2 separate regions of the Zea mays genome follow, and region 2 is linked to region 1. A link is a contact called in public Hi-C data. All regions are on one chromosome and are shown on one strand. The core of a region is the stretch at or near the end of the contact, and the rest is flanking DNA. Distances in the headings are between cores, read along the strand shown. Region 1 holds the start of LOC103640318 (putative GTP diphosphokinase RSH1, chloroplastic). Region 2 holds the start of LOC118473400 (LOB domain-containing protein 13-like).

Evidence for each region. Hi-C and Micro-C count contacts between places; a contact is called where the count stands out from the background.
Region 2: a contact with region 1 is called in a Hi-C map of tassel, with 2.2 times the contacts expected there. The contact joins the promoter of LOC118473400 here to the promoter of LOC103640318 in region 1. A contact is called at or near these places in 2 of 25 Hi-C or Micro-C datasets (ear and tassel).

The regions. Positions count from the first base shown.
Region 1 is chr9:136,467,464-136,473,416 of Zm-B73-REFERENCE-NAM-5.0, forward strand. It overlaps LOC103640318 (putative GTP diphosphokinase RSH1, chloroplastic), which reads right to left and starts at 3,674. Exons shown (of 24, transcript XM_020543940.3): 1 at 3,197-3,674; 2 at 2,865-3,067; 3 at 9-185. The coding sequence starts at 3,224.
Region 2 is chr9:136,628,922-136,634,874 of Zm-B73-REFERENCE-NAM-5.0, forward strand. It overlaps LOC118473400 (LOB domain-containing protein 13-like), which reads right to left and starts at 2,207. Exons shown (of 2, transcript XM_035962688.1): 1 at 2,091-2,207; 2 at 1,721-1,995. The coding sequence starts at 2,186. The coding sequence ends at 1,843.

The DNA.
Region 1 (5,953 bases), core at 2,424-4,923:
TGACACACCTCCCAAAAAGTCTCTGGGGAGATGCTGAAGGATTCAGACGATGAATAGCAGTGAGCTCTCCATGTTCGGTTGACAATAGTAGACCAAGGTCTGACAAAACTTGCAGAGTAGGCAGGTGATGGATCATAACCAAATTTTCCTCTATTGATTTCCTCATCCAGGGTGATGCACAGTAACTGAAAAAGACAAGTAAAAGGTCATTACAAAACAAAACTCAGCTACTTAAATATTTAGCCAAAGAAATGAGAATGCATATTTTTTTTTAAAAAAAGTAACATTCATAAAAAACCATAATTTGACATGGTATTAACTCACAAACTTAACTATAAATAACATAATCAGCATCATCACAAAGTGGAGTACAAAGCAAATTAATCGCCAGGTTATTTGGAATCATTATAGGCTCCTGAATTGTAGTTTATTAAGAAAATTAGATTGTCTTTCGGTAGTATTAGAATACTCTGAAAAACCTTCGGACAAGTCATCAGCTACATAACTCCTTATAGTGTGTGTGGCCTGCCTGCCCCCCCCCCCTCTCTCTCCCACACGCACACTACCTATAACTTATCCACAACCCAGAACTCAACTCCCTTAGCATCAACCTTCCCTTCCAGTTGGCTTAATCTGAGGTGTAGCAGAGTGACCACAGACTTATACTTTCCTTACACTAAATACCTGTTGTAGTTGTCAATATATCCAAAACAAAACTGAATTACTTGATATTCTACCACATTACTAGATACTGTACCAGAGAAAACATGATTCTGCAATGGGGTCTGACTATGAATTCCAACGATTTTGTTTCGAAAAAATGAATTCCAAGGAAAACTGGAGAATGGAGATCGCAGTGTGTATTACACGGGAAACTGACCATAACAGTGGATCAACACTGAATAGAATATGAGATGGTCAAGGCATCCTCAGGAATGGTCTTTTGGATTTCAATAACATGATCACATTGTCCAACAAAGCTACAAAAGGATGCCGTGGAGTCATTCATAGATTGTTTTGTCCTAAAAGAACAATAATCTCATGCTTGTTTGTGAGGTGGCCAAATTCTTAGGGCCCAGATACTACTTACACCAGACATTAGGCTACAACAATTAGCCTAAATAAATGTTCACACATTTGAACCATTATCAAGTGGAAAGCTAAAAAGGAACAGAGATTTTCCTAGCATATGTTTGGTGGATTAATGATCTATTGATCTGTATGCACATTACCTTTTTTCTCAGCTCAGGTGAGTTACATTTCAATCATTTCCTTATGGTTTAACGAGACAGTACCAAAGATTAGCTTCTTTGCACTAGAACTGTTCCTTAATCCTCTCATGATCTATGACTAAATGGATGTAATTCTATAATGTATGTTATCAAACTCTTCCATCCACCACTAACATAGTAACATGCACAAAGCACAAGATTGCACGCTTGGGACAAGCCATATTTAAACTAACTTTATTTAGTAACAGATATAATCTGCAATTATTCAGTAACAAAGATAGTATGTCTACTCTAAACCTATTTAGCGCGCTTGTTCCAAGTTATAGTTCACTTTAGCTTTGGTCTAAGTCAAACTTCTCTAACTTTGATCAAATTTATAGAAAATGGAATCGATATCTACACTATCAAACTAGTTTCACTAAATTCTCTATAAAATGTCTAGATAGTGCATTTACTTGAACTTGTACATGTCAATATATTTTCCTAAAACTTAGTCAAAGTTAGAAAAGTTTGACTTAGGACAAATTTGGCACAGAGGCAGTAAGAGATAGAGTATGTCAACTCAATACCTATTAACTAATAGAAAGAGAAGAGTACAAATCATATGTAGACAGAAAATACACAAAACGTAGAAAAAAATGTTCAAGGAAGGCAATAGAAAACTGACATGCAAACTAGAAGGAAATAACAAAATAATAACAGTAAACAAGCAACATCTACAATATAAAAAGAGCATGTCAGTTATTGATTTATTGTCAAAAGCAGGTACATGAAAGGATGTAACTGCTGTACAGGTGATTACATGATGCTTGGATTCTGCAGACAGGATCACTGAAACTGAAAGTGAATCTGTCCAGAGCTTGTTTACTTTGGAACCTAAAAACTGCATGCAATGGATGCAAAACAATTTCCTGGTTGTATTGTTCATTAATTTTAATTACAGAAAAGAAATTCCCTTTACTAGAGTAATTGTGATTCAAGTGGATAGAATACAGTTCTGCCACTGAAGATATTGCATTTCAGCTATTCAATCAGACGGTAGCAAAGGACAGCAGTGACCACCACAAGGAATAAGAAATGCTTTTTTCTTGCCTATAAAATTGAATAACTGACAATGAACTGCGCTATAAAGCTAAGCTTTCATGAAGCTGCATGCAATCACTGGAGTTCACGTTTCTAACTCAAGATATATTCTACCAGCATCGACACTGCTTACCAAAACCAAGAGAACATCATATCAGACCCTATATTACTATGAGTTATTCTCCAAATACATTTAACAGAACCTAATAATGGAAAATGCAAAGCTGATCATGCCAGCTAACCAAATAAATGCATAACTTATTTTTAAAGAAAAAATATGCATAGAATTGGATGGTAAAACAGCTTACCAAATAATCGCACGATGAAATAAAAATGCACGGAGAACACACTTTAAATTATTATACTGCATGACCTAGGCTAGAGGCTAGATGGATTGATTTGAAGTCTGATAAGTGATAATGCATTGTTTGCTACCAGAATGATACTACTGCTACTTCAACTCAGCTGGATTAAGTAAGCGAAACACCAAAAGCATATCGATATTATGGCTTGAATAACAGAAACAGCAAGAGAGCAGTGGCAACGCACCGAGTTGTTACTCCGACTTGACCGCCCGCGCCTCCTCCAGCTGCTTCCGGCCTCGGCGTGGCCGCACGAGGAGCACTGCGCGGTGCTGGCGAGCGCGCCCGTGAGCGCGCGCGGCGCGTTCCACGCGCACAAGAGTACGCTGCATTCGTAGGGCCTTCCACCCCCCTTCCACGAGGCGGACCTGCACGAGCTCACGCACTCTACTGCACGCGGGCACCACAAAAGCATCAGACCCTGATGAGGCGGCAATCAACAACCCTAGGCAGCGGAAGGAATCATAAAGCGGGGCAGAATTGTGAAGCCACAGCGGCGAAGGGAACGGTATCTGTTACCGGGCACGGTGGGCGGCGGGGTCTGCATGGCGCGGGGCGGCGCAATCTCATCGGCGGCGCTGAGGCCCTCGTGCGGTCGCCGCCGTCTCCAGTGGACGCGAATCGAGCGCGCAGCTGCAGGGAGCGGCGAGTCGCGTCGAGACCGGGAGAGAGGGCGGGCTTTGCCGAGGGGGGAGGGAGGAAGGAAGGAATGAAGGGAGGGGCGGGGAGGCGGAAGAACTCGAAGAAGGGATAACACGAGACGGAGGCCACACAAAGGCCGCGGCCGTGGTGAAATGGAACAGGAGGGGTGCGGTGCGGGTGCGTGACTGCCTGACCCTCCTGCCGTCTTCGCTGGATGCTCTGTGCTGGTCTCTGGACTCCGCAGCAGCTCGCCGTTGTATTTTCGTCTCGCCGTGCAATTTCTGTGATTTTTGTCTGGTTTCCTGGCCAGGATGGCGTTGGTCACTTGATTCTACTGCCGTGCTCCACTTGTATCGCAGCTGAGCTGCGCCGAAAGCCCGCAAGTCAAGGGCCTCTGCAGCACCGCGGCGCATGCCTTTACTTGTGAGCGTTATGCAATTTTATTCATAAATTTGGTCACGCAGATAAGGTAAGGTACTGTGGTTAGAAAATTAGATTTTAAAAATCTGGACAAAAATTATATCGGAATCCTAGATCTCATCCAAACATACTAGCATTATCAGATTTTAAATACAGATACAGGATCCAATAAATACATCAGATTTTGAATACAGATTTTTTTAAATCCGCCAGGATCCAAATGGGACCTAAAAGCAGGTTTTAAATCGCCATTTTTTTACAATATATTTCTCTACTACTATAAAACACCAGTTTTTTCGGGTTACATGTCGCCCCTTTTAGAAAAAAGTCTATAAACTTGCGGTCCAAACATCAACTTTAATGCACACGTCTATGAGTTTAACGGTTATATAAAAATAAAGTAAAATTATATATAAGTGGAGATTTAAACCTTAGTTGTTAGTTCCACATTCACATCTATCTAACCAACAAAACATATATTTTTTTTATTAAAATCAAGCATACAACATATAGAAAGCATAGCAATGTATGAGCAATTGACTAGTTTTTATTTAATATATTAGTTGTAATGATCGAGAGAATCTTTTTTTTTCTTTGGGGATGAGATGCATGCATGTCTTATTCAATTCCATCCTTTTTGTCCATTCCCCGCTTACTTTTTGAGCTAGGAGGAAAAAATTCCCATGATTACATGGCCATTTCATATACCGCAGCAATCACATGCGCGTGCTAGCATAGATTATTTTTTGGCTGTCGTCATCTAATGAAACACATAAAGAAAAGGCTATTGCGTTGAAAAGAGGATAAAGAAACTTAGTAATCTAAATAATGGGGAGGCTTAGCTGAACCATCCTGTCCGATTCTCCTTGTCTAGACTATAGATCCAGATACTTATTCAAATGTTAAATTTTATGTTTTCTTTTTTCATTATGATTAAGTAGGATATAAATCTACTATGTATTCTTGGTTTAGCATTGAGCTTGTTAAGATTCATAAAAAAGTAAATCCTAAAATTGTTATATATCTTCTCAAATGATGAATATAAAATTTAGATACAAATACAAATTCGGATGATTTTTCACATTTTTCATTGTAGGGAGCAAATAATGCAAAAAATATACAAAAAATATTCTTGTTTTTAAAAATATGCTCAACAACATAATTAGATATTAGCACTAAATTATATATACTAAAATAGTACATTTATCGTATAATTTGGATGTATAAGATCCCTGGCCTATATGGTGCAATCCGCGACATTTGGTTGTCATGCGGTAGCACATCAACACGTGGCCACGTCTGACATACGAATTGTAAGTACCACACCTTTTTTAAAATTTTATTTTATTTCCTTTTTCTCTTTTCCACGATCATATAAGTATATTACTATAATAAGTTACTACAAAATATTACTCCATTCGTTCTAAAATATAGCTCTTTCCAACCCTCTTTTTTCTGTTCACATTTGAATGTATGATAATAAATATAGGCATATATACAAAATACATTTATAAGTTAATTAATGAATGTATGTTTGGTCTAAAATAAATTATATTTTGGGATGGAGAGTATTTGAAAAGAAATCTGCAAAAAAATCTTCTATATTGGTCGTGTTTTGATAAGTTCCTATACGAACTTAGTCGATCAAGTTATTATAAAAAAATACAAAAAGCAACATAAAAGTGTTGTTAAAAACCTTTTTTCACACAAGTTGTTCAAAGATATTTGAACAACAAAAGGGTAAGTAGTTGCCACGATGTCGAGAAAAGTGTTTGTAAGTGTTTATTTAAGTGAAAAAGGTATGTCAAGGATTCTTCACCATTGAATTTATGGGGTGAATCACGAGATCGAGAACTGAAGATAAATGCATAGGAGGGTCGAAGATTTAGACAGGTTCGAACTCTCAAGAGACAACACATTATGTCATGTGTGTCGTGTATCTATTGACTATTGTTGGGTACCGTAATTAGGGGTACCCCCAACACTCCTAAACACGACTGGTAACCACCATCAGCACAAACCACAAAGACTGATGGGTGTGGTTCAGGTCAAGGCTTCGTCTACCCAAGGGGCGCGATCTCGCCTCGCCCGAGCCCAGCCTCGGGCGGGAACTGTAGCCCCGGACGAAGTTACGTCTCGCCCGAGGGCCTCCTCAGGCAGTGGGCGCACCCTCGGTACGCCCGAGGCCCAACTCGAGCAGGCTTCGTCGAGAAG
Region 2 (5,953 bases), core at 957-3,456, 160 kb after region 1:
GTACTCCTACGCTGTGTGTGGAATCGCAGAGACGGGAACTTTTGAAGGTTCTATTATCTAAAAATGTATCCATCATCCACTCTCTCTCTCTCTCGGTAATGATAAACGATAATGCGTAGTAATTAAAAATAAATTCAGTAGAATAGCCATGTCAGTACGTCCATCTCTCGCTGGGTCTGTACTTTAGACGCACGTACAGTACCTCCATATATGCCACGTACAGGAGAACTCCAAAAGTCGTCATCTACAATGAAAAAGAGTTAAATAATGAGTTTTTAGTTAAACAAATGAACACTTAATTATGGCTACATATATATAATATAAATTTGTACAGACCACTATGAAATCATTCATACAAGAGTTTGTCTAACAAATTATTTAAGTACCTAATTGGAATTCCCAAACTTATGCCAAATATGTTTAATCAAGTCTAACTGAAGTTGCTTATGAGTAGAATGATTCTGAAGTCTAGCCTTTCTTTATACTGTAGTATTTCTGACATCATATCTTTGGGTAAGCTCCATGAGTGATTATTGTAGCTACCTGTACTACTGTTGATGTGATTGCTTCCTCGTTCAAATCCGTAGGAATCTATTCCATACCCTTTTCATATTCCTCAATTACCATGCCGGCCGGACGACGTAAAATGCAAAAGCGAGATTGCAGAGTATTACAAATTAACGCACATTCAATGCCCTAGCTTTCTTATTATTGTCTGGGGACACACCATGCATGCACGAACGCGGATGAATCATTGACGGCTGCTGCAGCATGTTGAGGAGAACCGGTGGCTCGACAGATAGGAGCATCGTCGTCAGCAACAGGAGCTTAATTGACGAGCAGGGTCGTCACAAACTCAGAAGAAATCAGGACCGGCCGTGGTCATATATACCATAATAGTGGCGTTCACGTGTTGATATAGCACCATTTTAGTTACATGCCTACTATTTGATATGAGAGTGTTTCTGATACGAGAAAGGATATATTTCTACTATTTCTCTTCACTTTTCTTTAACTTAGAGGTTTAGGTTGAGATTACCCTTAAAACGAACTTGATTAGCATAGTATATGCATGTACTAGCAGCTCCAATTTGCATTGGAGTACGTCATGAGACGACTACGAGGTTTACAATCGAGAGGTAGCTAGCCTAGCTACTAACAGAGCTTGTTAGAGTGTAGGGGCAAAAGCGCATGTACATCTCCACTACAGTAAACGCAGAAACGTCCGACGGCCAAAGCCGTCGGACATAAGGAATAAACCGTCGGAAATAGATTATTTCCGACGGTCAAGCCTTATCTCCGACGGCTTTAAGCCGTCGGAGATAACTCGTCGGAAATAGTGCTATGTCCGACGGCAGCCGTCGGACATAAGTTATCTCCGACGGCTGCCTATGCCCGTCGGAGATAACAAATCCCAACCGTTTTACCGGTCGGGATGTGGGTCCCACTGAATTAAGTCCGACGGCTCCCGCTAGGCCGTCGGAGATAAGCATTGCTTATGTCCGACGGTAGTTAATGCCGTCGGAAATAACAAAAGAGTTATGTCCGACGGCTACCATTAAGCCGTCGGACATAACAAATTACAGAATTTACACAAAATTCTGTTTTTTAAAAAATCTGACATTTACAAAACAAAAACAGATTCATGCACATATACAAATTCACATTCACAATCACAAATACACACATTCTAATAAGTATTCACAATCACAAATAGTCTCACATAAATATTAACATTCACAAATTTAACATCAACATATAGGTTCGACGGTTGTTGCAAACTGAAATTGTGTCTCACAAACAAGTGTTGCAAAGTGTTTCATAAAAAAACATCACGACACATCAATCATATCCATCGTCTGGATGGTTCGAGTAGCCACCTCCTCCGGCTGGACTCTGCGTGTTGAAAATGGTGTTCACCCACGAATTTGTTGTGTCGTCCTGACCAGACCCATCTCCAGGTGCGGCAACTGAAGCGGGTGGTGTCTGAAATCCCTATAACACAAGCACATGAAATAGTAACCACTCAGTTGTTCATTTAAACACATAAGACATTTATGAACATGTCACACACGCATATGTGTACATACCATAGGGAATTGTGACGGAGGCGGAGGCGGAGGTGGAGGCGCCAACATTGGCATTGGCAGTGCAAAGTCCGGAGGCGGCATCCCATATGTCGGCATCGGGACGCCCGCTTGTTGGGCTAGTTGCTACAAATTATATACAAGTCATTGTTGAACAAACAAGATACACATCAAGTGTTTTGCAAAATAAGCTACAAAATGTTACTTCAACTTACCGAGAGAAGAGCTTGATTTTGGGCCTGGAGGCTTGCATAATACTCGTCCCTCTTCTTCTGGTACTCGGCTTGTTGTCTCTGGTATTCAGATTGTTGCCTCTGGTACTCCAATTGTTCCCTCAAGACTGATTGATGGTACTCTGCCTGTTGACGCAACACTGCAAGCTCTATCTCATGGGCTGCTGATCGTGAACGGGACGACTGTGAAGACGACGATGTGGATTGTCGTCCACGGCGTCTCAGCTCTCTGGAATCAATCGTAGAATCAAAAATACCCAACCTACAAGAGTGAACCATGCACTTAGTATAGTAACTCATGGCTCAGTTGAATCGCAAGCATATGATGACAATTTTGAAAACCAAATCAAATAATCTCACCGTCCATGGGCTTGTCCTCCTGCGCTAGCATAGGCTGCCTGAGGGTCGATTGGCTGGCTCCTCCAATCGTACTCCTCCCCATGGCGTTGAACCATCTCCTGCCCATACGAAGCCTGGAGGCAAACAATATCAAATATAAGTGCATAACCCCTATGCCCTTGCAAACAATATCAACACACATAATAGAGTAACAATATCAACTCACTAGACGGTCGGTGGCCGTCTGAGTGCATAACACATCAGGATTCTGAGGATCAGAACCCCTATGCCCTTGCATATACACCTCCACATCCGTGGGCGTACGGCCGGATTTGACTTCCTAAACCCACCCAGGAGTGACCGACGAGACCGTGTTTATGACAAGACATGTGGTCGTGCGAAATTTCGGCAGCATAACCCCGTTGTTCTCCAATCGCACGCCTAAAAATGGTGCAATTGGAGAACAGAGAGGTTATGCTGCCGAAACTAAGCAGGAGCACATGCTTTTGTCATAAACACGGACTCTGTCGGTCACCCCGAGGCTGTCCAATAAAGGGACAATTCCGGCCCAACATACCTCACATGCATCGCTTGTAAGGTGTGTTGGGCCGAAACGGGTGACGCCTAGGTTTCGTTTGTTCACACTACGATACACTATGATTAACTATAATCATCGTGCATTATTAAATAATTAAACTAATAAACCACAATACAATATTACATACGAAATAATATTGTTATAGATGACAAATCATATAAAATGACCTTATTTCCGAGGGCATAATAATTACCCTCGGAAATTAAAAATTTAAATTATCTAAAGTACCACTAAATAAACTAAAACAAGCTACTTTAATTACCTAATCAAATTTTGACCGTCGGACATAACAAACTAAACAATTAAATGCATTAATACATACAATTCTAATCAAATACATTAATACAAGCATACTATTTTAATCACATAAATTAATGCAAGCATACAATTTTAATAAACAAAATTGCTAATTAAGGATACTCACTTAGCTTAGCGGGCGTGGAGAGCCGGCCGGCGACGGGCGCACGTGGCCGTTGGCCGGAGCACGGGGCGGCGGCGACCGACGAACGGGGCGACGGCGGCGGCGGCCGGAGCACGGGGCGGAGCTCGGGACGGTGGCCGGAGCACGGGCGGCGGCGGTGGGAGCACGGGCGGCGACGACGACGGCGTGGCGTGGCGACGGCGTGGCGGGCGGCGGAGCACGGGCGGCGACGGCGTGGCGGCGACCGAGCGGACGGTGGCGGCTGAAACCGACGCGGTGAAATGAAAGCCGCGCGGGTCGGACCCGCGCGTTAAAAAGGCTTATGTCCGACGGCTAGGTATAGGGCCGTCGGACATAAGGTTATGTCCGACGGCCTCCTATAGGGCCGTCGGACATAAGCGCAGGCCGTCGGACATGAGGGCTATTTCCGAGAGCCGGTTGCGGCCGTCGGACCTAACCTTATGTCCGACGGTCCTGTAGGAGGCCGTCGGAGGTAAGGGGGCCGTCGGACGTTTCTCCGTTTACTGTAGTGCTCAGCAACATATTCGCTGCAGTAGCAAGAGGGGGAATGACGTCTGTCCAAATTAATAAACTACTATGGGACTGTGGAATGTTGCTAGCATGCACCACTGACAGATCGATTGGGCAAAAAAAAAAAGGGGTCATCTCACGTTGATGGATGTGAAAACTTGTATTGTATGCTGTGTGCGGAGGAGACAGAGACACGGAAAGAGTCATCACATTCTCTCGTCTTCTTTCTATCTCCCCTCTACATACGCTAATCTCCAGCTAGCTAGTAGCTAGGACGCATCTCTCCTCGTTATCCACTTATGCGCGACAAGCGCAGCATGCAGCAGTCAAATCAGGAATCGAATCTTCTTTAAACCCATATATATCGTGGATAAGCTAATTAAGGTTAGTTACGTTGTTAGCCAAGACTAAAACTTACTAATCTAAAATAGCTAAAATTGACTATCTAATTAGCTAACAGCTCGTACGTTGAGAGCATGCGCATCGCAACACACAGCAAGCAAGCGCTAACTCATTCAAACAATGAGCACTAATAGTAGTACATTTTTTAAATGGCAGCCATTACTAGAAGTGGAGATCGGCACGTGTGGGCCGGCGCCAACACGTACGAGAGGGCCAGGTACGTACGTAGGACGGTAGGAGACAAAATCTCTCTCTCTCTCTCTCTCTCTATCTATCTATCTATCTATCTATCTCTATCTCTCCACGTGAAGGCATTTCCTTTGGAGCCTTGTTGTGCTAGCTAGTTGCATGCGGCAATGCAAGCACATCTCGTCGCCTGTTAGCTTGCGAAAACAAACAAACTTCCCGTGTCGTCGTAGTATTAACATATCTCGTGTTTTATAGTGTATATGTTTTGAACTCCCATGCTTGCATATGCAGTTCTACGAGAGAATATGACAATAATTAATCCCCCTGCTAGCTAGCCAAGTAACGGAATTCTCTAGAAATAGACCACGCGCATGCTAGGGACGATCACCGTTTGTTCATTCTCAAACTAACTGTGTAGGTGGCTTTTAGTTCCGTCTAAATCAAATTTCTGTAATATAACGCTATAGTGGAACGACATAGAGAAACGACTATAGATCCATGCTCATAACACGTACTACTAATAATCATGGGTTATTGTTGATGAGTTGGAAGTCATATATCGTCTCAGCTAGCTCAGCATGCAAGGGGGTGAGAAGAGAACGAAGGCCCACCACTGCTGGTCTGTTGCTCTGCTTATCTCTACTAACTATTAAGACTCTAATGTAGACTACCCCCGCCTCCCAACGCCCGTCAGCCCGCCCGCCCGCGCGCCGCAATCCCCTCCCCCCGCTCGCCGCAATCCCCGCCCACCCTCCCGACATCGACGCCTTCCTCCCCCGCAACGCTCCGACCATGGCGTGGGGAGAGGACGAGTGTAGGATCTAGGACACCGGCTAGAGGGGGGGTGAATAGACGGTTGTGACTAAAAACAACAATACTAAGTAAATTTAATCAATACAACAAGAGGAATAAATTTACTAGTGTCAATAAGTAAACAATGTATGAAAGACAACTACGGAGATTGAATACTTGAAGAACAATAAGCAAAACTCTAATCAATTGCAAGGCAATAAGTAATGCTAGAAGGAATAGACACCGAAATTTATCCCGTGGTATCGGTGATTTGCCGATCACCCCTAATCCACGTTGAGGTGGACTTCAAGCTCTCACTTGCTCCTCTATCAAGCCACGACTTGATCTTTGAGCCAAGTGG